4 separate regions of the Mus musculus genome follow, and regions 1, 2 and 4 are each linked to region 3. The links are chromatin contacts, called in public ChIA-PET, Hi-C and promoter capture Hi-C maps. All regions are on one chromosome and are shown on one strand. The core of a region is the stretch at or near the end of the contact, and the rest is flanking DNA. Distances in the headings are between cores, read along the strand shown.

Region 1 (6,349 bases), core at 518-3,017, 750 kb after region 3:
ACTGAACAGCCTGTAGGCAGCTCAGCATGTTGGAGGATGTTCTTTCCAAGTGACTGTGGTCTAAACCTTTCCAGGCAACTTGGCTGGTTTCTGTGTCTTCCAGGCATCTAGTCTGGGGTCAGAATCTTCTTTGCAGCTTTCTCTACCACTGAGCCACACCCTCCAGCCCCTCACTGGGGGATTCTAGGCAGGGGCTCTACCACTGAGCCATGCCCCCAGCCCTTCACTGGGGGATTCTAGGCAGGGGCTCTACCACTGAGCCACACCCCAGCCCCTCACTGGGGGATTCTAGGCAGGGGCTCTACCACTGAGCCACGCCCCCAGCCCCTCACTGGGGGATTCTAGGCAGGGGCTCTACCACTGAGCCACACCCTAGCCCCTCACTGGGGGATTCTAGGCAGGGGTTCTACCACTGAGCCACGCCCCCAGCCCATCACTGGGGGATTCTAGGCAGGGGCTCTCCCACTGAGCCTTTGTCTGCCCTTGCACAGATCAGAGGTGAATATTGCAATCTTCCTCAAGGTCTCCACACCTTAATTTTTGAGAACAGGATCTCTCATTGAACCAGGAGCTCACTGAGTGGCTAGGCAGGCTGGCTAGTGAAAGCTTGGTATCCTGTTCTTGTTTTGTTAGGAATAGGGTTACAGATGCTGTGGTCGTGGCACATGCACCCTAACACACACACACACACACACACACACACACACAAAGTGTCATCTAATAAATAAGTAAACTCCTCTAGCCTGATGCCATGGTGTATGTGCCTTTAATCCCAGAACTCAGGAGGTAGAGGCAGAGGCATGGGGGTCTCGGTGACTTCGAGGACAACCTGATCTACGTAGTGAAATTCAGGCTAGCCAAAGCTATAGCGTGAGATATGTCTCAAGACAACTTCAGGAGGTTGGGGAGAAAGAAAAGAAAGAAAAAGAGCACTGGCTGCTCTTCTAAAGGGCCTGGAGCTCAGTTTCCAGCATCCCTAAGGTGCTTCACAACCATTTGTAACTACAGTCCGAGGCTCCTGACGCCGTCTTCCGACCTCTGCAGGCACCAGGCACACGCGTCGTGCACAGGCATACACGCAGGCATAAAACTCACACATATAAAATAAATAAATCTAAAACTATTAAAAAATAACTCCTACTTTGCTGTGTTGAGCTTTAATGAAGCCAGTGCCATGCCAGGCATGGTGGTACAACTCCAGTAATCTCAGTACCGGGAAGGTGGAGGCAGGAGGATCAGGAGTTCAAGGATGCATAGGAGACTAGCTTGGGCCACTTGAGGTTTTGTCATGCATGCACTGACAAAGCCAAGTCTAGCAAACCGATCAGGGTATACTTAGGCTGTCCTTACAGTTGAGAATATCCTCTAAGCCTCCTGACTTGAAGGCTCGGACCTTCCTCTGAGCAAGTTCCACACTCTAGTCAGCCCCTTCCTTCTCTGTGGGCGAGGCCTGCCTTGCTGGGGGTGGTGGGTGTGGTAGGCGGAGTAAAAATGCTATTTCCGGGATCCTCCTTCTACTCCAAGGGACCACCTTTTTCTTATGATTGGCAGAATATCTACCCAATAATCACTAGAAACAGACTGTAAACCTCGGAGGTCTCCCCACACGTGTTAGTAACGCCTCTTCCAAATAGACCAATTGTAAACTTCGGAAGGCGGGTTCTCCCATGGGGGCGGGACAGAGTGACGGGCGTCGCTTTTGACTTATGGAAACATGGCTGCCTGTAAGATCAGACCAATCAGAAGTGAGAAGGCCGGATGTGGGCGGAGCTGAAACTTCGGCGGTTGAACCGCTCGTGAAGATCGAGTCCGTGGAGGTGAAGAGCGAGTACGCGGGTGTGGGCGCGGGCTCCAGGCGCGGGCTGCAGGCGCGGGCAGTGGGGAGTCCCCAGAGCACCGATTCTTTCACGCAGGTGGACGCCAGAACCTATGCAAGCTGGAGATTTCACGGGGTCTTTAATGCATCATGTTGTCGCTCGCGAGATACGCGGCTAGAACTTAGAGAACCCTTACCGAATACTGCACTAGAGCTTGTAAGGTAGAGTTTTATTTTATATATATTACACCCCACGAGGTGCGGAGGGGGTGTCCTCGAGATGCCGTAGGTTCTGAACTTGAGTTGGTTTGGAGGATGGAGGCAGGTGAAGACAAGGCAGGGTTGAGGTTCCAGGGTTGAGGGTGTGTTCCTACCCTACGGACCAGAGGCGTTTACTGTGTGCAGGCTCTGAGCAAGTTATTTGTCGTGAAATCACTTTTAATTCTCGCTTTCTTTGCAGTGCTAGATGACAAACTTTGAAATGTTAGTCAATAGTTCTACCACTGCTGCCGAGGTCGGGAACGAGTCTTATGTTTTGTTTTTGAGACAGTGTCTCGCCTTTTTTCCTTGAACGCATAGAAATTATTGTGTGTTCACACAAGTGTGTGATGGGAGGGGGATTCATATCACAGGATGGGTGTGTAGTGACAGCTTTGGAATTTTGGTTCCTTTAAAAAACACAGAAATATTATAAGAATATGTTTTCATTTTAATCCCAGGTGTACCTGTTTTGGACAGTTCTCAGCTTACTATGATTTGCCGCTTGCTCTAGCAGAAGTGTGTTTTTGCCAGCTGCAGATAATTTTTTTTTCGATTGTGTGACATTTGGAATTTTGGGAACATTTTAGAGAGCATATAAATGTTAGGGCCCCCAAGAAGCATGTGTGCCTGTATGTGTATGTGCATGTGTGCAGGGTTGTTGGTCATTTAGGAAGGTTGGTTGTGGTTTGTTAGTAGTCACGGTCGAAGAAGAAACAAAAGGAAAGAAATTAGATTCAGGGGTTTTCCTAATTCCTCTCTTCCCCTCTATCCTTGTTTTCTCTCCTATCTAGTATTTAGGGGGTGAAAATGGGAGATAAAGCCTGGGGGAAAGAACCCACAAAGTAGCAAGGACCAGCTATATGGCTGTGGCTGTGGAGGTCGGACAACAACACTGGGTTGGTTCTCTCCTTCCACCTTTCTGTGGATTCTAGGGGTCAAGCTCCGCTCTTTGGGTTTACACAGCAGGAAGCTTTACCCATTGAGTCGTCTGGACAGCCCCTCTGAATGAACCCTGAAGTGTCATAACGCATCCTACAGTGGCACACCTTTGTAATCCCAGGACTGGGCAGCTGAGGCGAAGGACTGGCAGTTTGAGATCAGTCTGGGTCACAGGATGAGCTTGGGGCTCGTTTTACCTAAAGAGGGAGACCTTGTCTCAAAACAAACCTAGAGAAGAGAGTGTGAGCTTTGGTATCTGTTTGCCCAAGTTTGGGCCCTGGCACTGACTCTGGGACCCACTATGGAAATCATTGTGGCTTTGGGCGAGTTCTTTAATCCTTTCATACCCGAATTTCATGTTCTGGGCAATCACTTTTTCTATACCACTTCCCTCACTCTGTTTACCCAGATGTCTCTTTCCCGTATCCATCTCTGAACTCCATGCTCTATCCAAAGGCCAGCTCTTCTTTGCTTGGAAGTCCAGCTGACATGCAGTTGCCCCCAAATGATTCTTTGGTATCCCTATTCAGCCTGGCAGGCCCTTCCTCTCAGGTACTTAGGAGTTGGCTTTTCATCACTACTTCCTTTCTCTCCCATTTAAAAAGATTGTGTACACACACACACACACACACACACACACACACACACACGGTGAGACTCTCAAACAAGTTAGGGTGAGGATGGATAGCAAGGGATCTTGTACAGTTGGGAGAGTGTTTGCTTAGCTTGCTTCAAGCTCTGGCTTTGCTCCCTAGCTCAGTGAGAGCAGGCGTGGTGATGAGCAGCTGTAATCCCAGAGGTGGGAGGTGGAGACGGAAGGGTTAGGGGTCCAAGCTGAGCCTGGGTTCCATGAGATCCCTCTGCAAGCAAGCAAAAAAGCCAAATCCTGTGTTCCTCTGTTAACCCCGCCTGCATCCCACCCGCTCTTCCCTAGGCCTCGCCTGCTCACAGGATCTCCAGATACTTAGAGCTCTGTCCTCCTTCCTCTCCACAACCACACACCTTTGGAAACGCCTTGCTTGCGTTATTGGGACCTCGAAGGTCTCGGTGTCTTTTAAACGTAGCAAACACATGCTTTATACTGCTGTCTCCCCTTCCCACAGATGTCTGAGTGATTTCCCCACTCTCGCCAAAGGTCTCAGTCCAGATGGGGGCTGCATGAGGCCTTGCTGGCTGCTTGTTTAGTCACTTGGCTTTGTCTCTTTCAGAGCCACCAGATCCTTCGTTTACTCCTTGGACTGCTCAGATCTCTCTACTAGTGTTGGGCTCCTGAAGAACACATAGGTGTAGAAAGTTACTATGCTAGAGTTAACTGCCCTTCCTCTGGCCTCTCCATGGTGGAAGGTGGAATAGCGAGCTGGGAGGGGCTCCTTCCTGGGAATGGAGTCGACTGCAGCAATAAACTGGACACATTGTAGTGCCACCTGGAATCTCGAAGCTGAGACTGGAGAGTGTCAGGAATGACCTTGCAGGTCTTCCTAGTGCCAAGACATTATCTTGGCATTCCTCTGTAGGTTTGCAAGCAGATCTATGCCAGGCCAAGGTACTGAGAGGTAGGAAGAGTGACAATTAGGAGAGGTTGTTTTTATTTATTTACATCTCAAGGGACGGTGAAGTGCTGTATGGCTGAGCCATGGCCCTCGTCTCTTACTTGTGGATTCTAGGCAAGTCAGCTGTCTTCTGCCAAGCCATGCTTGCAGGCTTTGGGAATAAGGTTTTTGTGGCTGGCCTCTGGACTGTCAGCTAAGAGTGGGTGTTAAGGGGGAGTGCCAGACACCTACACATTGACTAACTCAGTGCTCACGACAGTGTACAATGTTAGTGCTCTTGTCCCAAATGTTGTGTGTGTGTGTGTGTGTGTGTGTGTGTGTGTATGTGTGTGTATGTATGTATATATATACACCACCCCTTCCCCAGTAACTGGTATTTAACCCAGGGCCTCACACATGCTAGGTAAGCCCCTACTACTAAGCTACATCTATAACCTCTCTCTTTTTTTTTAATATTTTATTTATTTATTTATTTATTTATTTATTTATTTAATGTAAGTACACTGTAGCTGTCTTCAGATACTCCAGAAGAGGGCATCAGATTTCATTACAGATGGTGTGAGCCACCATGTGGTTGCTGGGATTTGAACTCCGGACCTTTGGAAGCAGTCGGCACTCTTAATCGCTGAGCCATCTCACCAGCCCATAACCCTCTCTTTTGAGACCGAGTCTCACTAAGTTACCCAGAGTGGCCTTGACCTCACTGTTGCCCATGTTGGTCTTAGACTTTTGAGTCTACATTCCAGCTTGTTGCTAACAGGCTTTTGACCCCAGGCCTGGCTTTATCTTCACTTCACTTACCATAAAATGGCAAGCACCTTACCTATGGCAGACTGGGACGTGAATGAGGATCTGTGATAAACCTGTGAGTTCCCAGCCTGCAGCACTGACCGTAAGCATAAGCCATGCTCAGGTCAAAGCCCGAGTCAGTGCCACCAGAGCAGCAGAATTAGGATGAGGACACTGAGTTGGGAAGTATGTTTTGGGGACTCCCTGAGTGTGCTGGGGAGCTGCAGGGTACACTGTAATGGTCTCCATTGTGGGGTGTCCTACCCTTGACTTTAGCAGAAGGCAGAGAAACCATGTTCAGTGGCTTAAAGGGCTTTTGTGGTTATGACTCCTGGGGGTCAGTGGAAGGAAGAACAGGGTGAAGATGGAGAGAGCTCAGGCCAGTTCATATTCATCCAGAGTTTGAGAGGCCAATTCAGAGTGGGGTAGAGGACAGGCTATGTGGCACAGTGTGTGACATTCTTGTGAGAACCCAGTAAAGCTAGAGATGGGGTAGGGGTATGTAGTGATTGGTGGGCAAACAGCCTAGGGTGGGCTGGGGACAATAATTTGCCCATGGTGATGGTGGGATGTGGTGGTGTGGTGAGCCCAGTGTGGAGGGTTCTCTTCCCTACTGAAATTTTGGAGCACAGTTTGGGAGGAGCCAGGGGCAGTGACCTGTAGCCCTGGGCTACATTTTGAGATTCCCTTAGTGAAAGATGGTGTGGAGAGGGCTGGAGGCTGGGAGACTGATAGCTTGTGTGAGAGCAACCTAAAGAGGCTGTGGCAGAAGTGGGTGAAGGGGTGTCCAGGTGTGTGTAGTGATGGCAAGGACTGGCAAGGGTGGAGCCCCGCCTCCTTGTGATACTGATCAGAAGGGGATTAGGAGAGGAGCCAGGAGAGATTTGGGGCAGGCTGGAAGTCAGCCACCAGGATGAACTTCTGGGATCTTTAGCAAGGATGGTGTGAGCAGGGAGAGGGAGAGAGTCTCAAGGGAGTGAGAGGGACTGGGCCT
Region 2 (5,772 bases), core at 2,936-5,435, 570 kb after region 3:
TTTACCAACAGGGGGAGAAGGAATGTTATGTCCAGGATCTCTTGGCCATGGGTGGGCTTTCCACGTATCAATTCCATAAGCATTTTGCTTCTATACTTTGACACCCGCCCCCGCCCCCCCCCCCCCCAAGCCTATAGGTCTGAACTCAAACCCTTTACCTCAGAAATCCAGTCTTAGGATGTAGTTACCCATGTTTATAATTCCAACATTCAGGAAGCTGAGGCAGAAAGATGGGATCTGAGACCAGCCTGGGCTATATAAAACATGATCCCCATCTCACAACCCAAACAAGAAAACAAGCCACAGCCTCTGGCTGGGCTTTGTCCCCAGTTCTCTCTTGGGTGGGTTGTCTGGCAGGTAACCCTTACCCTCAATAGCTCTGTTGTCTGTTTACTTGACTTTAATTGAAATGGAGGCATAACATATCCTAGAAAAATAAAGATTTACAATACAAACTAGACAAAGGGGCCAGAGTTGCCCTAGGGAACAGGGAAATCTTTGGTCTGGGGCTGGATCCTGGAGCTCAAGTCCAGGGAAGCAGGGGAAGGGCCCTGTACACCCATCAGCCCTCCTCAACAGGAAGGGCTGTCCCTAGGCCACCCTGGTCTCTCAGGAAATTTTGGGAAATGGGTATCAGTGGGGCTATTAATAGTGTTATAGTGAGGGTGCCATCTGGAAATTAGCCACTTGGCAGGGCCTTCTCACACTAGTATTATGTAGAGGATGGCAAAGCCCAAGTCAAGACCCCTAGTGCCCACACATATTGGGCAGGCAGAGCAAGGAGAGGGCTGTAACAAGATCTGCCATCAGGAGGACAGTTCCCTGACCTGTGGTGGTCCCTGTAGCTCCTGTAGGGCTTATAGCTTATCCAGGTAGGAGAGCTGTAGTGTGGGACTTCAGACTGCAGCCACTTTACTGAGGGTTCCTCTTCCTGTCCTAGCACCTTGACACCATTGTCAGAAGAAGTGGTTAAATGCAGGCAGTCACAGTTCCAAGGGCTCCTCCACGGGTACCGACTGCAGCTGGGTCAGGACCTTGGCCTCAGCTTCTAGCCCCTCATCAACCTCAGTCCCTGTTGTAGCCCCCAGAAGCAGTCCCTGGGGGTCAGGGTCTGGCAGCCTCAGCACAGTGTGGGTGGCCTGTGTCCCCAGCCCTTCTACTCCTGTGCTCAGTTCCAGCCCTGCTGGCCAGACTGGCACAGCTGCAGGTGACAACATCAGACCTTCAGGTAGGGGTGCTGAGAAGCTGGAAAGCAGGCCAGAGGAGTCCGGGGAGAAAGGCAGGCTGGTGCCAGAGGTGACAACAGAAGCAGGTGGCAGTGGCTGAGTAGAGATTGGCCCCAGAGTGTGACCCTCTGGGAGGGTGGGGCTGGGGCCCACTGGGAGAGCTCCTTCAGGCACTGTGATAGCTGGCTCTTGCTTCAGGGGCAGGGCTAGACTGGGGGCAGGAGGCAGGACCTGGGAGACGAGCATGCTGGTGGGGAAGGTGGCAGTGAGGATGATCTTGCCCTGCTGCACAGCTACCCCAGTGACAATGGGGCTACCAGACACAGGGTTGGCCAGGAGGAAGTTTCCTGTAGAGAAAAGAGGTGGAGTGGAAGATGCTGGGTGGCAGGCAGGGGTGCCAGTAGGCTTAACTCCAAGAGACTATCAGGTGGGAGACACCTGCTCCCCAAGCCCACTCAGACCCCAAGAAAGCAGAAAGGGTACCTGGAGCAGTGGACGAGGGAAGTTGCAGCGCAGTCACTCCCACACTAGAGTTTATCAGGTGCACATTGGTAGGCCCCGCTGCAGCTGCCACCTTCACAGGACTGCCTGGCCCAGCTGCCAACAGCTGGAGTGGCCCCACAGCCTGAGGCAGGGTTACCACCTGAGAGGTGGGCACCACCTGGGGCAAGTTCAGCCGTGGGGAGGTGGGGCTCAGGCCTGTTGGGTACCCAGAAGAAGGGGAGAGCGGTACAACCTGAGGAGCAGCCACAGCAGGCACAGCTCCCGGGGTCAGAGGAAAGGTGGAGGCAGGTGGGGGGCCTGGGACTACTTGGGGCAGGGCTCCTGGGATTTCCTCTCCAGTAGTCCCATGAACCCCTTTGGTCTCAGGGGCCTCAGACTGAGCCTCATCCAGTCGAACCTCTCCTGTCTGAGGGTCCAGGACCAGAGAATTCTTGGCCTCACTGACCCCTTGGAGACTGGGCTGTGGTTGAGGGGCACTTCCTCCTGTGAGTAGCAAGGGCCCCAAGCTGGAGTTCTCTCCTAGGGCCAAGCTATTGATAATGACTGGGCTACCATTGAGGAGCACTGCTGGGGGACTGCTGGCGGCCAGGAAGCTCCCATTCACTAGGATAGAGGAGGAGGCAGGGCACGTTGCAGGAGAGGTGGCCCCCGCCAGGAAGATGGAACTCTGGGCGGGGGCCTCAGCAGCCATGGAGGCCACACCCCTCTCCAGGTCCTCTGGACTGCGGCTGGACTCATCCTCCGTAGTGGGGTTCCCATCAGACTCGCTGGAAGGAAAAAGGGTTACGTCTTTTTTAGGTTTGAAGGTTTCATCGCCCTAGGGGCAGAGGCAACCCAAGCTCCGATTAACTATTTTAGCCCTTCAAAGAACCCACCCAAATCCCAGGGTCTCTACAAGCCTGCTGGGGTTGACAGCGCGGCGGGTATGCTAAGCTGGAGGAAAGTTTTCCAGTCGCCTTGGCCTGCAGCCGAGCACCCAGACTGCCCCAAGTCCCCTGGGTCGGCAGGCGCGTGGCTGCGGAGTGAGGCAGCAGCTTTTACTCCAGTTCTTCCTCACCCCCCACCCCCACGGCGTCAGAGACCAGAGCTAGAGGCCTGGCGCTGAGGTGGGAGGGGAAGGGCTTGGGTTACAGGGAAACCGGAGCCGGAGAAGGTTCACGTTTCACAACAAAGACAAGCGACAGACCACGCTGTTTGGGCTGGAGGGGGCGTGGGGGTGGGTGTAAGTAATGGTTACCGAGGGGCCAGGTTGCAGAGGCCCCAAAAGCGGGTCCCTACCCTGGGTGCCTTAGACAAAGGCCCCTTTCCCTTCCTTACTACCGCTCCTCCAGGGATACCTCACTTTTCTCACTGCCCGTCCCGCCCCCGCCCCCCCCCCCATTCCTGGCACTGCGTTCCCAGCTTAGAAGTAGCTGGAACAACCTCTGCCCCTGAGGCAGTGATGCCCAGAGAACCCAGGGTGTGCCTGGTCTCTCCACGCTCAGCCTATGCACTCGCCGACGCCACCGAAGAGGGATGTGAAGGGTCACTTGCGCAGACTCCAGCGGCCACCGAGGAAGGAGGGTCGGTTCCCCCCTCACCTTTTGCAAGGCGCTCCACCGCCGGTCCCAGTGCGGTCGCGCTGTCGCCGGTTCTTGAACCAGTTGCTGACCTGTGTAAGCGAGAGGCCGGTGAGCGTGGCCAGGCGGCGCTTCTCGTCAGGCGTGGGATAGCGGTTGCCGCGGTAGCAGGCCTTGAGCGCCGCTCGCGAGCGCTCCTTGAAGCAATAGACGGTCTCCTCGCCATCCCAGATGGTCTTGGGCAGAGGGAACTTCTTGCGCAGCCGGTATTTGTCCACAGCGCCCAGCGCACGGCCACGGGCCCGCTCGGCCTCGTGGTAGCGCGCGCGCAGGTAGAGGTCCTGCAGGAAGGCGTGGTGGGCGGCGGGGAAAGGGCGGCTCTCGAGAAGTTGGTAGAGCTCGGCGTATTCACCCCGCTGGAAGGCCACTAGGGCCCGCGCGCGCAGCACCGGATCGCTGCCACGTAGGCGCTCGGCCGGGGGCAGCGCGCCCAGGAAGCGGCTCAAGCGGCCGGCGTGGCCCGCCTGCAGCAGCGCCTCGCACACGCATGCCACCTGTTCGGGCGAGAAGCGAAGGCCAGTGGGCACCTCGGTCACGGTCTCCCGGGGAGACCCCGGGCCACTCGGGGACCCAGAGTCCGCCGCCGCCGCCGCATCTCCCGCCCCGGCCGCCGCCGCCTCCCCCTCGGCTGCCTGCAGAGTCTGCAGAAGCTGGCGCGCTTCCTCCTCCTGCTCCTCGGTCGCCGCCGCCGCCTCCCCCCGAGCCGCGGGCCCCGCGCTCGGCTCCGCAGGCGAGGTAGCCATGTTTGGCAACTTTGGAAAGTTCCTCCCTCCTTTGCCGCCTCCCGCGGGCTTCCCCAGCCCCCTCCTCCGCCCAGTCCTCCTCGCCGCCCCCCCCCCCGGTCCCCTTGCAGTCTTCTGGCCCCCTCCCAAAGACTAGACCCAGCTCTGCACTCGGGTCTGTCCTTGTCCCTGTGTGTCCGCCCCCCTCCCGGGCTGTCAGGATTCTTTGTTTTCCCTCCGTCTCTGGCCGCGCTTTTGGCCTTCCCCCCTTGTGTGCCTCTGACTCAGGGCCTCAGTTTCCCTATCAGAGCAACGGAGAAGGTAATGGGCCGTCCGGAGGGTTAAGGGCGCGAAGCCGCTCCCATCTCCCGGGTCCCTTGAAGGGCCCCCTCCCTTCCCATCTCCGCGCCGTGCTCCGCCCCTCGGAATTCCCGGCCCCGCGGGTAGGCGGTGGATCTAGCTGGGAGGAGGGGCGGGGAATCGCGCTAGAAAGTTTGCAGCAACTTTTCTGGAGTGTCGGTCCAAAAAGCGGATGCGCGTGGCTTGCGCAGGCGCAGTGGGAAGATGGTGTGCCCGCTGCTGGCCCAACCCCCTACTTTTTTCCAAACTTGAGTGGCACAGCTGGGTCACAGCTGGGGGGGAGGGTGGGGGGCGGTGGTGTCTCTGGTGGCTTGTTGCTTCTCTCCTACTGGCTGGATGCCTAAGCCCCACCCTTCAACCTGATTCGTGCGCTTTGCCTCCCCTCTAGCTCCCACTCAAGCCATTGGTTGTCTCTATTGGACTCTCCATTGGCCTGCGGGGCGGTTTCCTTTCCACAACAGAGATATTGCGCGGGATTTAGGGCAGACCAGAAGTATTTTATTCGCAAGGGTCGGGAGTGGAGGTCGTAGGTGGGGACAGACAATAAATACCGAGGAATGTCGAGTCTCAATGCATCTAAAACGTGGGTCCCGGAGTCTGTCAGTGAGTCAGATAACAAGATCAATAAATACCCACACTGCTTTGGGGGAGGGGGGAGTGCAGCTGTGGCTCCGTTGTTAGAGTGCAGACGTGTACACGGGGAAGGAGTTGCAGCAACCCCCAGGAGTGAGGCTGTCCGAAGCCAAAGACTCCGTGTGTGCTGGCAGAGGTCTTGCTGATCCATCACTATGGGAATGGGATGTCCCTGGAAATAGGGGGCTCATGCTTATGGCTTGTAACTGATGGCTGGGAGAGTGAAAAAGTGAAATCGGATGAGCTGAGCAGTTTGCCCATCCACGTCGGGGCTGAGTAAAGCAAGGTCGGCGAATGCCCAGCTGCTGCAGCAGCGGTGGCTACCAGCTCTGCAGGAACCAGGGGTGCTGGGCACGAGCCCTGTTCCTCCCTCCCCGGCCGCCAGGTGGCAGGCCTGGATCACAGGAGCGGAGCTGGGTGGGGACCCAGGCTCACAGAAGTGTGGAGCGGAGCGGTGGGGGGGGGGGGGGGGCGCGATGGGCACAGAGACGCTTTGGGTCGCTCCCTGGTCGCTCGACCTTCCTAGGAGGCCTAAATGAAAGATGGCTTGGAGTCTTAGGGTTCAGGGGGCGAAGGTGGCTCCCGGGAAACACCAGACTGGGGTGAGACCGCCGGTATAGGCCACCAACCCAGTGCAGCCCAGTGTGGCGGCAGCAGCCAGAGCAGCGGCGAACAGGAGCAGGCAACGCGCCTCGGATAGGCCAGGCC
Region 3 (6,448 bases), core at 530-3,029:
TTGTAGACCAGGCTGGCCTCGAACTCAGAAATCTGCCTGCCTCTGCCTCTCAAGTGCTGGGATTAAAGGTGTGAGCCAGCACACCCGGCTATTTTTTTTTAAAGAGTGTTTTAGTAGGGATATAGACACTCTCACCAATTAAGGGGGCTTGTTTCCAGAGGATCAGTGTTCAGTTCTCAGTCTTCCTGTTGGGTATCTTATAATTGCTTATTGAAACAGGTGAAGTTAGAGATTCACTGGCTTCTGCCTTCTCAGTGCTGAGACTAAAGTCGAGCACCAACACTCCCAGTCCTTGATTGTGGTCTAACAATCTTTGACTTTTTAGTTACTATAAAATTTGAGAACTTTTTGTAACTGATATAATTCACTAACTTTGTAGCTAACAATTTGAGAGATTTTGTATCTAATGTAAAATCATGGTGTTCTTGTGCTGTGCCATGAAACAAACGTTCGTGAACCCCAAAAAGACCACCAAGGAGCCAAATCCAAAGCAATTGCATTAGGATCTTTTTATTCAAGCTCTTGTTGCGGTGTAGCCTAGAACTAGTGCTAGGTACCGGCCTGTTAGTTTACTTGAGTTCAATCTTAAGTCAGATTCTCTGAGATGGAGTCTGAACCCAAAGGAATTGGTCTCTCACTTGTTTAATGTGCTGAGACATAACCTGTAATCCCCGATAGCACTCCTAGCACTCCTGAGGATGAGGCTAGAAGATGCCGCAAGTTCTATGCTTGCCACAGCCAGGGCTTCATTTCAAGACCTTTCCCTTTACCCATCAAAACGAACAAACAAAAGGAGAAAATAGGATTATTACTCTCATGTATGTTATGTTTTAATCCCAGTATTCTGGAGGCTGAGGCAGGAGGATCAGGAGTTGAGGCCGGCCTGGGCTACAGAATGAGATCCTGTCTTTGTGTTTAAAGATTCGAGGTTTGCAAGAAAGCACAGACCCCTAATGGAAGACGAGTGCTAAACTAAGCGGCCTAAAAGCGGCTAAGGTCCGGGATGAAGGTGGCTCAGCGGCTAAGAGCATATCTGCTCTTCCAGAGGTCCCGAGTTTACTTCCGAGCAACCACACGGTGGCTCACAACCATCTATAAGGTGATCTGATGCCCTCTGCTGACATAAAGATACAGTGCTCGTGTACATAAAACAAATAAACGAGTCTTTATTTGAAAAAAGTGACTAGGGTCCCATTTCCAGGTGTGGTGTCCGTAAGAAAGCAGATACGGCCTAAGGATGAACTACAGTCTCCGAGGGTTGATGACGAAAGCTTAAGACAAGGAAATCGCATCAGAAGCGAAAAGAACAAAGTAATGACCACCCCTTAGGTCGAAAATCCGCAGCCAGAGAGGGGTTTTCTCTTCAAGAGGGGCGTGGCTCTAGCGAATCGCTACGGTGGCCGGAAAAGCTCCGAAACCATCGACTTTGTAAAACCCGAGAAGAAACGGCCATCCGAACTGCGGTGGAATTGCTTGGGAAGACCATACAATCAAAAAAATAACCATCCACCTTGGCCGAGTGTAACAAGTAGAACCCATGAAAAGAGCATTTCCTGCTATAGAAAGTTCAAGCACTCGGAGAAGTCACTCCCTGCTAGACCAAAACAACCAAATTGCGGTGAAAGGGGCGGACGTCGAGTACGGTGGCCTAGTTGGTCCTTCAAGAGGGCGTGGCTTGAGGCGCTCCATTCTGATACGGAAGCCTGGTGGGGACGGGTTAAGCGTAAAATCTCGCGCGATCGCGCTGGCGCCGTCGGGGACGGGGCGGGGCTGGCGGCGGGGGCGGGGACCCGGAGCAGGAAGATGGCGGCGGCGCAGGAGGCGGACGGGGCCGGCAGCGCCGTGGTGGCGGCCGGGGGAGGCAGCTCTGGTCAGGTACGGAGGCCGAGAGGTGCCTGAGGGGGCTCTTCCCCAGCGGGGGGCACCCCTGCAGGGAGTGTCTTGTCCTTTTTGGAGGAACCCGGTGCACCGGGGGCTCCATGCCCCAGAGGGACCTTGAATATTGGGCCCTGGCGGCGCCCGGCCGCCCAGGAGGCCGGACGGTGGCGGGAACCCGGCCCTGTTGCGCGCCGGGTCTCCTGCAGGCTCGCGCCGGGCGTCCAGCGGACTCCTTGCTCGAGCGGAGGAGAGGGTGGCGCGGAGGGGCGCAGACTCGGTCCTCGACTGTGTGGTTCCAGCCTCCAGCACTGTTTCTAGAGAGGGCTGGTGTTCCTGGTCCGCTCCGCAGTGCCCGAGATCGGGGGCAGTGGTTGGTTAATTGAGAGTTTTCAAGCTCAGGGCAAATACGGTAATTGTGGTGGGTAGAGGGCATGGGCTGCGGAGGCCGACCGACCCATTTCACAGACAAGGATCCGAGGGACGACAAGACGAAGGCGCTTGTAGAAGGTCACCCAGGTTAGTTTTGGTGTCCGTTCTAGGAAAAAGCTGACTGTGGGTGGTCTGGGCTGAGATGGGCGCTGTTTTAGCCCAAGCTGATCAAATAAATAGAGAAATAATTGATCCAGGCGCGTTTGCCTCCCAACCCATTACCACCTCAAATAAACTGAGACCTCAGAGCATAGCAGTTCACTCAGGCACCGTGCAGGCTTCTGCTGGAATTGATGGAGTGGAAGCAAGGTGCTGTCGACCCACCCACTGGGATGTCACTGCCGTGTAGGAGGCAGCTCAGGGGTGAGGAGTACCGACTGGGAGGGGTGCATGTAGCTGACTGGATGTGACCTTGGACAAGTTTTCTTCCTTTGGGTCTTTATTTCCCCAGTGGTTAATGGAGGACTTGGGCGAGAGGGCCAGCCTTATGGCTATAAAGATGTCTCCAGTCATGTCCCTGCAGTGAGGGGAGTGGGAGAGGAGATGGTAGCGTAAACAGACTCGGGAAGTGACAGAAGTCGGGATGAGGGGCTGTAGGGTCTCAAAGGAGGGGGACAGATACACTCAAGTGATGAGGTAGAACCCACCTTTTCTGACTGAGTCTTTCTGGCATTTCCAACCAGACCTTGGGTGCACACAGCTCAGGAAATTGCTGGTTTATCCCTGCTGTGGTGAATACACCAGCGGGGTCTGCAGGGACGTCCTAGCCTCTGGTCCTTGGGACTGGCTCCTGTAAGTTTCTGTTGATTATTGGGTGGCAGTGGCGTGAGAGACTGTTGAGCTTCCAGTCACATGTGGAGCCTCTCTGGTTCCCATCTCTGCTCTAAATCTTTGCTTTGTGACTTTGGTCAGGGTCTTCCTATGAAGCTAGGGCCGATGGTGGCCCTTCTGCTTCAGCCTCCCAAGTGCTGGGATGACAGTCTACTTCTAATCCTAGCTTATGCTTGAAAAGTTTTAATGCTCATACTTTGGCCTTCAGGATAAAGTACACATTTTTTTTTTCTTTTTCTTTTTTCTCTTTTTTTAAAGCAGATCAAGATCTGGCATGAACTATTTTCTTTAGACTAGACTAGGCTTTCTTTGTTCTTTTTCTTTTTCTCTCCCCCCTTTTCGTTTTTATTAATTTTTTGAGACTGTCTTTGTAGCCATCTCACGTTTTTGTAGCCCTGGCTGGTCTAGAACTCAGAGAGTTCTGCCTGCCTCTGTCTCCCAAGTGCTGGAATTAAAGGTGTGCCCATTATACCCTGGCTTGTTTGTTTTTATAGTTCTGGAACTCACTCTGTAGCCCAGACTGGCCTGGAACTCTGAGATCCACCTGCTTTTGCCTCCCAAGTGCTGGGAATACCGCTGTGAGCCACCACTGTCCAGCTTAAAAACACCTTGGTATTGACACTTTGAGTTGGCAAATTCCTCACTGTGGGGCTGCCCTGTGCAGTGATAAGTATGGTATTTGCATACTTATGTCAGTAGCATGTGTACCCTTTCCTGGCCTGACAATCAAGAATGTCTCTAGAAGTTTCTAAATGTTCTCGGGGTGGGGGCAGGGGTGATGGAGACAGAATCACCTGCGCTGGAGAGCCAGCTGACTGGAAGAATGGCCTCGACTGTGAACCTCACCCACTAGAGTGAGTGCTTCCAGTCTTCTTCCTTGGAGTCTTGGCCTGTCTTCCCTCTTCTTCCCTCTCTCTCGGGTCTTCTTTTCTGCTCGTTCACACAGTCCTCACCCCGGGGCAGCTGTAAACACACTGCACGTGCAGGATCACGTGAGGATGGGCAGGTTTTGGTTTTGTTTGAAGACAAGAGTCTCACCATGGAGTGAATCCAGCCTCAGACTGAGAATCCTCCTGCCTCAGCTTCCTGACATGATTCTTAGGTCTCAGGCCTCAAGTTTCCTTAAGAAAGAAATCCTCCCAGACTGGGTCATCCTCACATCCTATCTGATGGCCCAGCCTGCCAGCCTGCCCACTGTGTGTTGTGTCTGTCTCCTCCACTGGACTTTTGGTCAGTACTGTATCTCTAGCGCCCCCCCCCCCCCCCCCAGCTTAGGCTGGGCAGAGATGGTAAGTTGGAAGAAGTTTTGTTTTGTTCTGTTTTATTAGTGGTCTAGGCAGTGAATTCCCAGGATTCCTGCATGCCTATCAAGTCCCGCACTGAGCTACAGCCCTAGCCCATCACTGACAGGTGCTCTACCCTGACGCATCTCTGCAGCAGTGAATGGTTGCTGAACCAGAGGCCGTGCTGAGATAGAGTCTGAGGTGGTCATGGTGAATCTGAGCAGTCCTTGAGGACATGGTCCTGTAAGTGGTCGTAATTATTTACCAGACTGGTGGGTGTTCCTGGAGGAGGGTCTTTGAGTTCAAGATACAGAGGCAAGAGCAAGCAGGAGCTGTGCTTTCCTCCCTACTGCCTTCGCATTCTCTGCCACCCTCTCCAGCCTGCTGGCTTAGCATGGAGCCTGTGTCCCAGCAGCCTGCTTCTCTTCAGGCTAGCCCCGCACTCATTCCCTCAGCTGATACAGGCAGTGGATAGAACAGGCTCTGCTTTCTTGGACCGCATGTCTCCAGTAAGAGGTGGGGAAGCATAGATAGAGACACAATAACAAAAACATACCTGGCCACAGATGGTAGAAACTTAGATATATAGCTGGAGTGTGTAGGGAGTGAGCAGTGGGTATGTGGGAAAGCTGCCATTCAAATAGGATCTTTTTTTAGGGGGTGGGGGGGTTCAAGACAGGGTTTCTCTGTGTAGCCCTGGCTGTCCTGGAACTCACTCTGTAGACCAGGCTGGCCTCAAACTTAGAAATCTGCCTGCCTCTGCCTCCCAAGTGCTGGGATTAAAGACGTGTGCCACCACTGCCCGTCTCAAAAAGGTCTTGGGGAAAGACATCCCAGAGAAGGTGGTACTCTATAAAGATCTGAAGAAGGGACAGGGGGAATCACAACCCTGTAAAGGAAAGGTCATTGATGTCATGGAAGTCGACTGTGCAGAGGCCCTGAGGTAGAAGGTGCCTGGTGTTAGGAAGGGCACTAGATGGGCTAAGCATGTGGCCAGAGGAGCAGGGAGGCAACTGTATGCCAGGCTCTGTGAGGAGTGGGCTTTGACGTTGAAGGCAAGGGGAGCCCTAGAAGGGTCACCTCTCTGTCCAGGTTTAACTTAGATACCTTTACATTTGTCGGATGACAGTGTACAGTGTGGTGGCTTTTGATACACTCTGCAGTGACTGCATCGGTTTGGTATGGGTAAAGTCGTCTCTGGGGGCTGGTTCCAGGGTTCCCTTCTGTCAGTATCAAAATCTCAGATGCCCAAGTCCCTCTTGTAGAATATGTTTACATGTAACCTGCATGCCCCCTTTCCCATGCCCAGAGGGGTGGAAATGCTGTGGAAGTCACTGCTAGGTTGTGTTGGTTAGGAGGATGTGACAGTAAAAAGTCTGTAAATGCAGGACAGAAGCAGTTTGGTTTTGTCCTTTTGTTTGTTTGTTTTAAGATTGATTTATGTGTTTAAGTGTTTTGCCTACATGTATGTATGTATGTGCACTACATGTTTACCTGGTGCGTGCAAAAGGTCAGATCTCTTGGAATAGATTATAGATGTTAATAAACCAGACTGGTCCTCTGTAAGAGCAGCAAGTGCTTATAACCACTGAGCCATCTCTCCAGCCTGTTTACTGGTGTGTGTTTGTTTGTTTGAGACAGTCTCTCTTATAGCTCTCAGTGTTCTGGACTATGTAGACCAGGTTGGCCTTGAGCTCTGTTACCTTCTGCCTCTGCCTCCCGAGTGCTGGGATTAAAGGCGTGCACACCAACCAGTTTTACTGTGTCGTAGAGAGAGGATCACATATGTAAGCTAGGATGGCCTTAGACTTAAGGCAGTCAGTCCTTCAGCCATTCCTTTCCAAGTTGGCATTACAGGTGTGCGCAGTTGAAAACACTGGGGTTGCGAAGGCTGTTGAGATAGATGAGTAGAATAAAACGGAGACCAGATGAGCCTGGTAGCCCGTGTTTGATCCCTGGAGTCTACTTAAAGGTTGAGGGAGAACTTTATGTCTCTGAACTTCGCACACATGAAGGAGCACACACGT
Region 4 (6,297 bases), core at 1,947-4,446, 660 kb after region 3:
TAGTCTGCCTAGGCCCCAGACCCCACCCCCATGACGCCAGCGGGCAGGAAATCCTGGTTAATGATCAGTCACCCAGGACAGGTGCGGGACAAGGCCGCACACACATCAGAAGCAGCCGCGGTGGGCGGGAGCCTTTTACTTAGCTCCTAAGTGTTTTAGGGTGATAGCCACTGTCCCCAGATGAAGGGCGTGAGCCCAGTTCAGGTTTCTCAGGTGTGTCCATCTCTTGGGCACTATATGAAGCAAGAAGGTACCATCCTGCTCCCATATACATTTACCCAGGAAGGTTCAACTCACTCTTTCCATGGACAGTGCCCCTAGAAATATCTCCAAGTAAACTACCTCTAGAACACTTCCTACTTCTTTTCCCTCCTCTGATGTCTCTGCATTCAGAGGGCCAGCTGTAGTGCAAACCTACTCTCAAGTTTGTGATCGCCGTGCAGGAGCCAAGCCCTGTCAGAATCTCAGTACCATCGTCTGCAAAACCGGCCTCGACTACACCTTTAATTAGAGCACAGCAAATGTACACTACTACAAACAGCAGCCCACTGGACAAAAGGCACCACCTAGTGGTCACAACGCAGAAGTCCTCTTGCGCGCAGGACAAGTCCAATCCCGAAGGGGGCGCAGCATCTCATAAAAACTAAAGGGAACAAGAAGGGGGAAAAAGAACAACCCATCTCTCAGTTTATTGAAGGAGGAAAAGGGTGGGAGAGGGGGAACAATAAAATGCTTTTGCTTCGTTTATAAAGAGCGAGTTCTCAGGAGGTCCCTTCTCAAGGACACGCGGGGTACCTCTCACCCAACTACCAACAGCAGGAAAGCCAAGCCAAGAAAGGAAAAAGAAAGGAGGGGCCCAGGAACCCCAAACACCCTCTCTGACAGGAGCCACAAGCTCTCTCCCCCCACCCACAATGTATCTACCCCAGGGGACCCATCTGGGCAGAGGAAAGGGTATATACATAGGTTAGGGTGGTACAGGGTTGGGTGCGGTAGGGAATAATTTATCCGCAGATGCGGTGATGGTTAAGGGGGAGGGGAAAGAAGCCTGGCAGTGGCAGCCTAGGGGTCTCTTTCTTTCTTGACCTTGATGTCACCAGCAAGAATAGTAGCGATCTCGCCCTGCATGAAGGCCCAGGGGACAGAGGAACCCACCAGTGGACATTTGTCTCCACTGGGGCAGTACACCTCTCCGGCTGGGCCCTGTGCCTTGATAAACTCTCGGGAGCAAGGAAAGCAGAACTTGTGTCCGGGTACCGAGGGACACTGCACGAAGTGGGTGTCTTCCAGCCTTTCTCTGCACAGGGTACAGCACAAGGGGGCTCCAGGGGTCGCCCCTGTGCCGCTACCACCCCCGCTGACAGCTTCAGCCCCGGCAGTGGGGCTGACTTCTGCCTCTCCATTGCGTGCCACCAAACGATGCTGGGCCGGTGGTTGGGTTGTGGAGGAAGCCGCGGGGCTAGCACCCCCTGCGCGGACAGAGCCTCCACCCCCACCAGGGTCCTTGGGTGAGTGGCCCAGAGCCTCGGCCACATTCTTGAGGGCAGCAATAGGTGAGGGCACACCAGGGGTCTCTGAAGAGTATGGACCGCCTGGCGCCACCCAGTGCCGCTGTTGCTGCTCCTCCGTGGTCATCTTCCCAGCTGTCTCGCCCTCGGGCTCAGGGGATGCTTTGCGACGGCGTGGAGTGGGCGCCAGGTTTCGGGATGGGGCTCTTGGAGGTGGGCCACACAGAGCAGCAGGGGCCGGTTCTGGGTACTGCTGGGGCAGGGCCTCCGCAGGAGCAGGCTCTCGGAAGCTGCGGACCCCATCCGTAAGCAGCTCTCCTAACTGGCGCCATTCCCCTGAACCATGGCGCCGTTCATACTCGAGGTACTTGAAGCCCGATGAGGCCAGGGCCTTCCCTGGCTCTCGAAGAGCATCATGAAACATCTGGCGAGCCACTGCAAGGACCCCCGCGTAAACATTGCCAGAACCACAGGGGTATTCGGTGAAGAGCTTCAGCTCGAACTCATAGCCCGGAGGGCGGGCAGTGGCATCAAAGGCGAACACCCGTCCCACCAGCCCGTGGTCCTTCTTGAATCGAACATTGAAAGGGGCACAGGCGGACAGAGCCAGTAGCTGTTCCCTTACAGCCTTGGGACGCCCATGCCACTCCTCCGCCCGGCCCCGCATGGCCTCGTTCAGTTCTGCCAAGCAGTCCGCATTCCTCTGCTGCTTCTCCTTCTCGAAATCGGAGCCGAAAAGTGGACGAGCGGGGCTTAAGCCAGGTGCCAGCGTCAGAGCTCGGCCTCCAAGGCCAGACACTGCAGCTGCCAGCAGCCCGGGGGGCATCAAGCTGGGGATGGAGCCAAGCAAAGCCCTGCGTGCCCCTTCCGCCACGGCCTCCTCGCGGCCCAGCCCGTTGGCCAAGCGGGACCCCAGGGTGTACTCCAAAGCCGGCGAAGGCAGCGCCAGGCGGCTGGATGAAGTAGCCCTGTCATAGCGGTCCGGGCCTGAGACGCTACCGCCGGTCCCCGATGGCTGCGCCTGGGCCTGCGGGGGTGGCAACTGGGAGCCCTGGGAGCCCGTGGAGGCTAGGTCCTTGGAAGTCGGGTGCTTGAGAGCCGGGGGTCCGGGCGAGCGGCCCTCGGGGAGCACGTGGCTGCGCTTGAGCTGGCGGGCGGCGTCGATGAGCAGCTCGATGCGGTCCGCGCCCTCGAAATTCACGCACCCGCGGCACACAGCCTCGCTGAAGTCCCACACCATGGCCCACGGCATCTTGGGCAGGTCGCACAGGTAGCACCACTGGCGGCGGGACGCTTGCACGGACGCCATGGCGCCCCCCGGAACGCCGCCAGGTGCCCCTGCTGTGCACCCGCCGCCCACGTTCGCTCCGCCGTGCCCCGGGACGGGCGCGCGAGCCGCTCAATCCGGCCTCGGGCTCGGCCTCCCCGCCGGATTCAGGCCCGGCCCCCCTTCCCCGCCCCCTGGGCCCTCAGCCTTTTTTTTCCTCTCTCTCTCACTCCCGCCTCCGGTGGAAAAGGCAAGCCACGAGCACGCACGTCGGCGCCCCCGTCCGGTCCGCGCCGTGAGCCGCGATGCACAGCTCCAGCTCCTCGATGGGCCTCGGGCGCCGCCGCCCCAGGCTCCCGCCGCTCCGCTCGCGCCGCCGACGCCGCTGCAACGGCCGCCGTCGCCTCCACCTCCTTCTTCTGCCCCAGAGGCCGCTTCGCAGGGAAAGTTACATAACGCGCGGGCAAAGCCTTCTGGGAAATGTAGTCCCGTCGGGGCTGCTTCTTAAAGGGGACTGGGTAGAAAGCAGTGGCGGGAAAAGAGGGCGCGCGCTGGTCTGGGTGCTTAATTTTCACTGTGCCTCGCCAGGAAGCTGGGGTTCGCACACAGGGTCCATGGAGTGGGTAATGGTTTCATAAATGCTCGGGTGGCCAAGTTGCTGTGGATGCAATTTCCCCCCTTTCCCCGCCCCCTCTTTCTTTCTTTTTTTTTTTTTTAAACAATCTTTTTTTTTTTTTTTTAGATTTATTTATTTATTTATTTATTATATGTAAGTACACTGCAGCTGTCCTCAGACACTCCAGAAGAGGGAGTCAGATCTCGTTACGGATGGTTGTGAGCCACCATGTGGTTGCTGGGATTTGAACTCCTGACCTTCGGAAGAGCAGTCGGGTGCTCTTACCCACTGAGCCATCTCACCAGCCCCCCCTCTTTCTTTCTTAAGACTTAGATTTATTCTTTAGCTCAGGTTGGCCTAGAAGGCTAGCCTATGTAGTCTAGGCTGGCCTCAAACTTGCTGCAATCTCCCTGCTTCAGCCTCCTTGTGGGTTTACAGTCCCGACACCATACCCAGAAGCCGGAAAGCAGTTTCTGCTCTGATTTGCTGAGCAGTTCTAGAAGAGTCTTGCCCTCTCTTAGAATCCCGCCCCTTCAAGAAGGGCCAATAACCGGTTAGAAAGGCAGCAGCTTTGGGGGAATTGGGGCGGAGAGGCTCTGATTGGACGGTTTCAAGGGGATGGTTTCAGGCAACTCTTGGAGAGTAGTGTCTACTTGGCAGTTTGTCCTTCCCAGTGTCTTAGGTACTAGCCTCAAGGGCGGCCCAGAGGCTACAGGATGATAAGACTGTAGGCTTCCGAGCCAGGCGGCTGCCTTAGTTTCCTCATCTGCTAAAGAACGTTCTCTGAGCCTGCCAATTCTGCTCCAGCTGTGCACGTATTTGGTCTCTAAAGGGTTACAGAGTTGGCTTCTCGGTACACCTCCAATTTCACTACAATTCCCAAAATGCTCTGCGAGATGGACGCACTGACGTACTTCCTCTGCTTGGAAGCTTGGGGGGGGAAGGCCTTCCCGATTCTTGCCCCCCCCCCTTGCTAGCAGGGAATTTCGCCCTCTCCCTCCACCCCCACCCCCCAGGTTAGGGGGCTCTTATTACTCTTATATTTGGAATGAGGAAGCCAAGAGGAGATTGCTGGGAAGGGCAACCCCAAACCTCCAAGTGCTTAATGGCCTGGTGGGCCCAATCGGCTGTGGGCACCCCATGTTTTTAGCTTTTTTGGGGGGGTGGGGGGAGCTAGGAGAAGCGACATATGTCTCCAGGACCTAGCTCACATCAGCCCTTTCCCCTCACTTGGCCTGGATCCCCGCTGGTGGTCTCAATTCCCCCCCCCCCCCCCAGTGTCTTCTTTGCGTTCTTCCAGGTTTGCACTTAGTGGAGGCTTGGTGGTTTTCTCACCCCCACCCCAGAGTAGTCACAGCAGCCCTGGCTTTCTATTTCAGCGTTACAATTTAACTACCACCTGCATTACTGTTTTAACACTTCTCCCTTAAACAAATTGCCTATTTTTATCGTTTCCTGGGAGATACTATGTTCACAACCATAGGTTTCCTGTACTACTGTTTATTTACTTTCTCCTGCTTATACGTGGTACTGGGATGGAATCCAGGGCCTTATGCTAAGTGCTCTAGTGCTGAGATGTACTACCAGCCTGTATTTTTAATTTTGAAACTGGGCCTCACTAGGTGGTCCAGGCTGGCTGGCCTGAGCTCTGGGTCCTCCTTCCTTAACCTCCTGGGGGCTGAGATTTCAAAAATACATTAACCATGCCTGGCTTTATTTATTTTTCCTTTTTCTAACGATAGGTCTCTGAAGCACAGGTTAGCCTTGAACTCACAGCAAGCCTCCCTAGTACAGGAATGGCAAGTATGAGCCATGATCCCTTGATAGGCTCTTTAAGGCTGTAAAAGCCTATTTTTCGTTCTGCCCCGTCTCTGTCCTTGCCTGAGTTAACTACCCAATTACTTTATTGAACTGCTCTTAACAGACCTAGATAAACTCTGTTTGTTGCAACCTTCAAGTGTGTGCTTCTGCACCAGGGTTAGTTAAGGCTTTTAGAGGGGCAATCACCTGCCTCAAGTTCAGGAGGCATGTCCTCTGGGGCGGGGTGGAGCAGTCCCTAAGTGCTGGACTCCCAAGGCCTGTCTCAGAGCCTCAAGTTAATTGTATGAAAATAAGTTTATTGACATCTTGTCAGCACTGAGGAGAAAGGAAGGGAGGGGCTGAGCTCCGGAGGTCAGACACACCTCGCAGCAATGAGAGGCAAAGGACCCAACCTATACCTCCCCCAGTCAGAATTCTGCCTCCTCCTCGGAGTCCTCTGCCTTCTATATTCTGATTTGTCTAGCAACTGCCAACCCTTCCGAAGAAGTCTGGGCTGGGGGAGTAGGGAGGTCCCCACACGTTGCTTCTCTTTAAGTCATGAACAGTAACTATTAGGCAAAGGAGCATGTCGCAGAGCCAGGAGGTCCCCCTCCCACCCCACAAAGGGCAATATAGTAACATAAAATTGATGGCTTAGAAGTTGGGGTTACAGGAGGCAGTCAGGCGGACACCACTGTACCAGAGAAAGGGGCTGAGGGAGTCCACCCGGGGACTCGCCCAGAGAATCAGGCACTAACTAGCACAGGAAGTGGGGTGCTCACGCCCCTAGAGCAGGAAGCCAGGGTGCAGCTGGGATAGGCAAAGAGCATCTTCCTCCTCGACTGCGCCTGCGCCAAGCAGGGAGAGGGGTTGCAGGCAGGAGCTTGGACAAGGGTAGATTTCACGGAGACTTCCAGCGGCCCCGCCTCTTTCGTGTAGGGAAACCTTTCCTCCTTTTGTGTGGGGGTGAGTCGTGGAGGGGAAGTGGTGGGGCTGGGGGTAGTGGTTTGGGCACCCCTTCCTCGCTCCTGGGGGAGATGATCACTCCCCTCGCTGCCACTACAGCCCCATCCACAACAGCAGCTACCACAGACACAGGCTCTGGG

Evidence for each region. Promoter capture Hi-C pulls out the DNA fragments that hold promoters and counts their contacts. A called contact is a pair of places that touch in the nucleus more often than the background predicts. ChIA-PET counts read pairs in DNA pulled down with a chosen protein or histone mark.
Region 1: a Hi-C map of CD8 T cells shows a contact between it and region 3, with 3 times the contacts expected there. The contact joins the promoter of Ccdc61 here to the promoter of Clptm1 in region 3. A contact is called at or near these places in 1 of 39 promoter capture datasets (pre-B cells) and 1 of 484 Hi-C or Micro-C datasets (CD8 T cells).
Region 2: a contact with region 3 is called in a promoter capture Hi-C map of liver, with 2.5 times the contacts expected there. The contact joins the promoter of Six5 here to the promoter of Clptm1 in region 3. A contact is called at or near these places in 3 of 39 promoter capture datasets (cranial neural crest, liver and second pharyngeal arch cranial neural crest) and 3 of 115 datasets of contacts at active chromatin or transcription factors (the 230-238 cell line, bone marrow-derived macrophages and large pre-B cells).
Region 4: an RNA polymerase II ChIA-PET map of memory CD8 T cells shows a contact between it and region 3, with 15 read pairs. The contact joins the promoter of Irf2bp1 here to the promoter of Clptm1 in region 3. A contact is called at or near these places in 3 of 39 promoter capture datasets (the C10 cell line, erythroid cells and pre-B cells), 1 of 15 datasets of contacts at CTCF or cohesin (large pre-B cells) and 3 of 115 datasets of contacts at active chromatin or transcription factors (astrocytes, fetal liver and memory CD8 T cells).

Annotation. Positions count from the first base shown.
Region 1 is chr7:18,905,822-18,912,170 of GRCm38.p6, reverse strand. Ccdc61 (coiled-coil domain containing 61) reads left to right here and starts at 1,767. Exons shown (of 14, transcript NM_001033314.3): 1 at 1,767-2,038.
Region 2 is chr7:19,092,957-19,098,728 of GRCm38.p6, reverse strand. Six5 (sine oculis-related homeobox 5) reads right to left here and starts at 4,185. Exons shown (of 3, transcript NM_011383.1): 1 at 3,311-4,185; 2 at 1,710-2,497; 3 at 384-1,573. The coding sequence starts at 4,092. The coding sequence ends at 984. It overlaps Dmpk (dystrophia myotonica-protein kinase), which reads right to left. Exons shown (of 15, transcript NM_001379257.1): 15 at 4,908-5,772. The coding sequence ends at 5,620. It overlaps Bhmg1 (basic helix-loop-helix and HMG-box containing 1), which reads left to right. Exons shown (of 13, transcript NM_001370811.1): 13 at 1-458.
Region 3 is chr7:19,660,361-19,666,808 of GRCm38.p6, reverse strand. Clptm1 (cleft lip and palate associated transmembrane protein 1) reads left to right here and starts at 1,779. Exons shown (of 14, transcript NM_019649.2): 1 at 1,779-1,875. The coding sequence starts at 1,804.
Region 4 is chr7:19,000,957-19,007,253 of GRCm38.p6, reverse strand. It overlaps Irf2bp1 (interferon regulatory factor 2 binding protein 1), which reads right to left and starts at 3,196. Exons shown (of 1, transcript NM_178757.4): 1 at 491-3,196. The coding sequence starts at 2,817. The coding sequence ends at 1,063. Mypop (Myb-related transcription factor, partner of profilin) reads right to left here. Exons shown (of 3, transcript NM_145579.3): 3 at 5,488-6,297. The coding sequence ends at 6,093.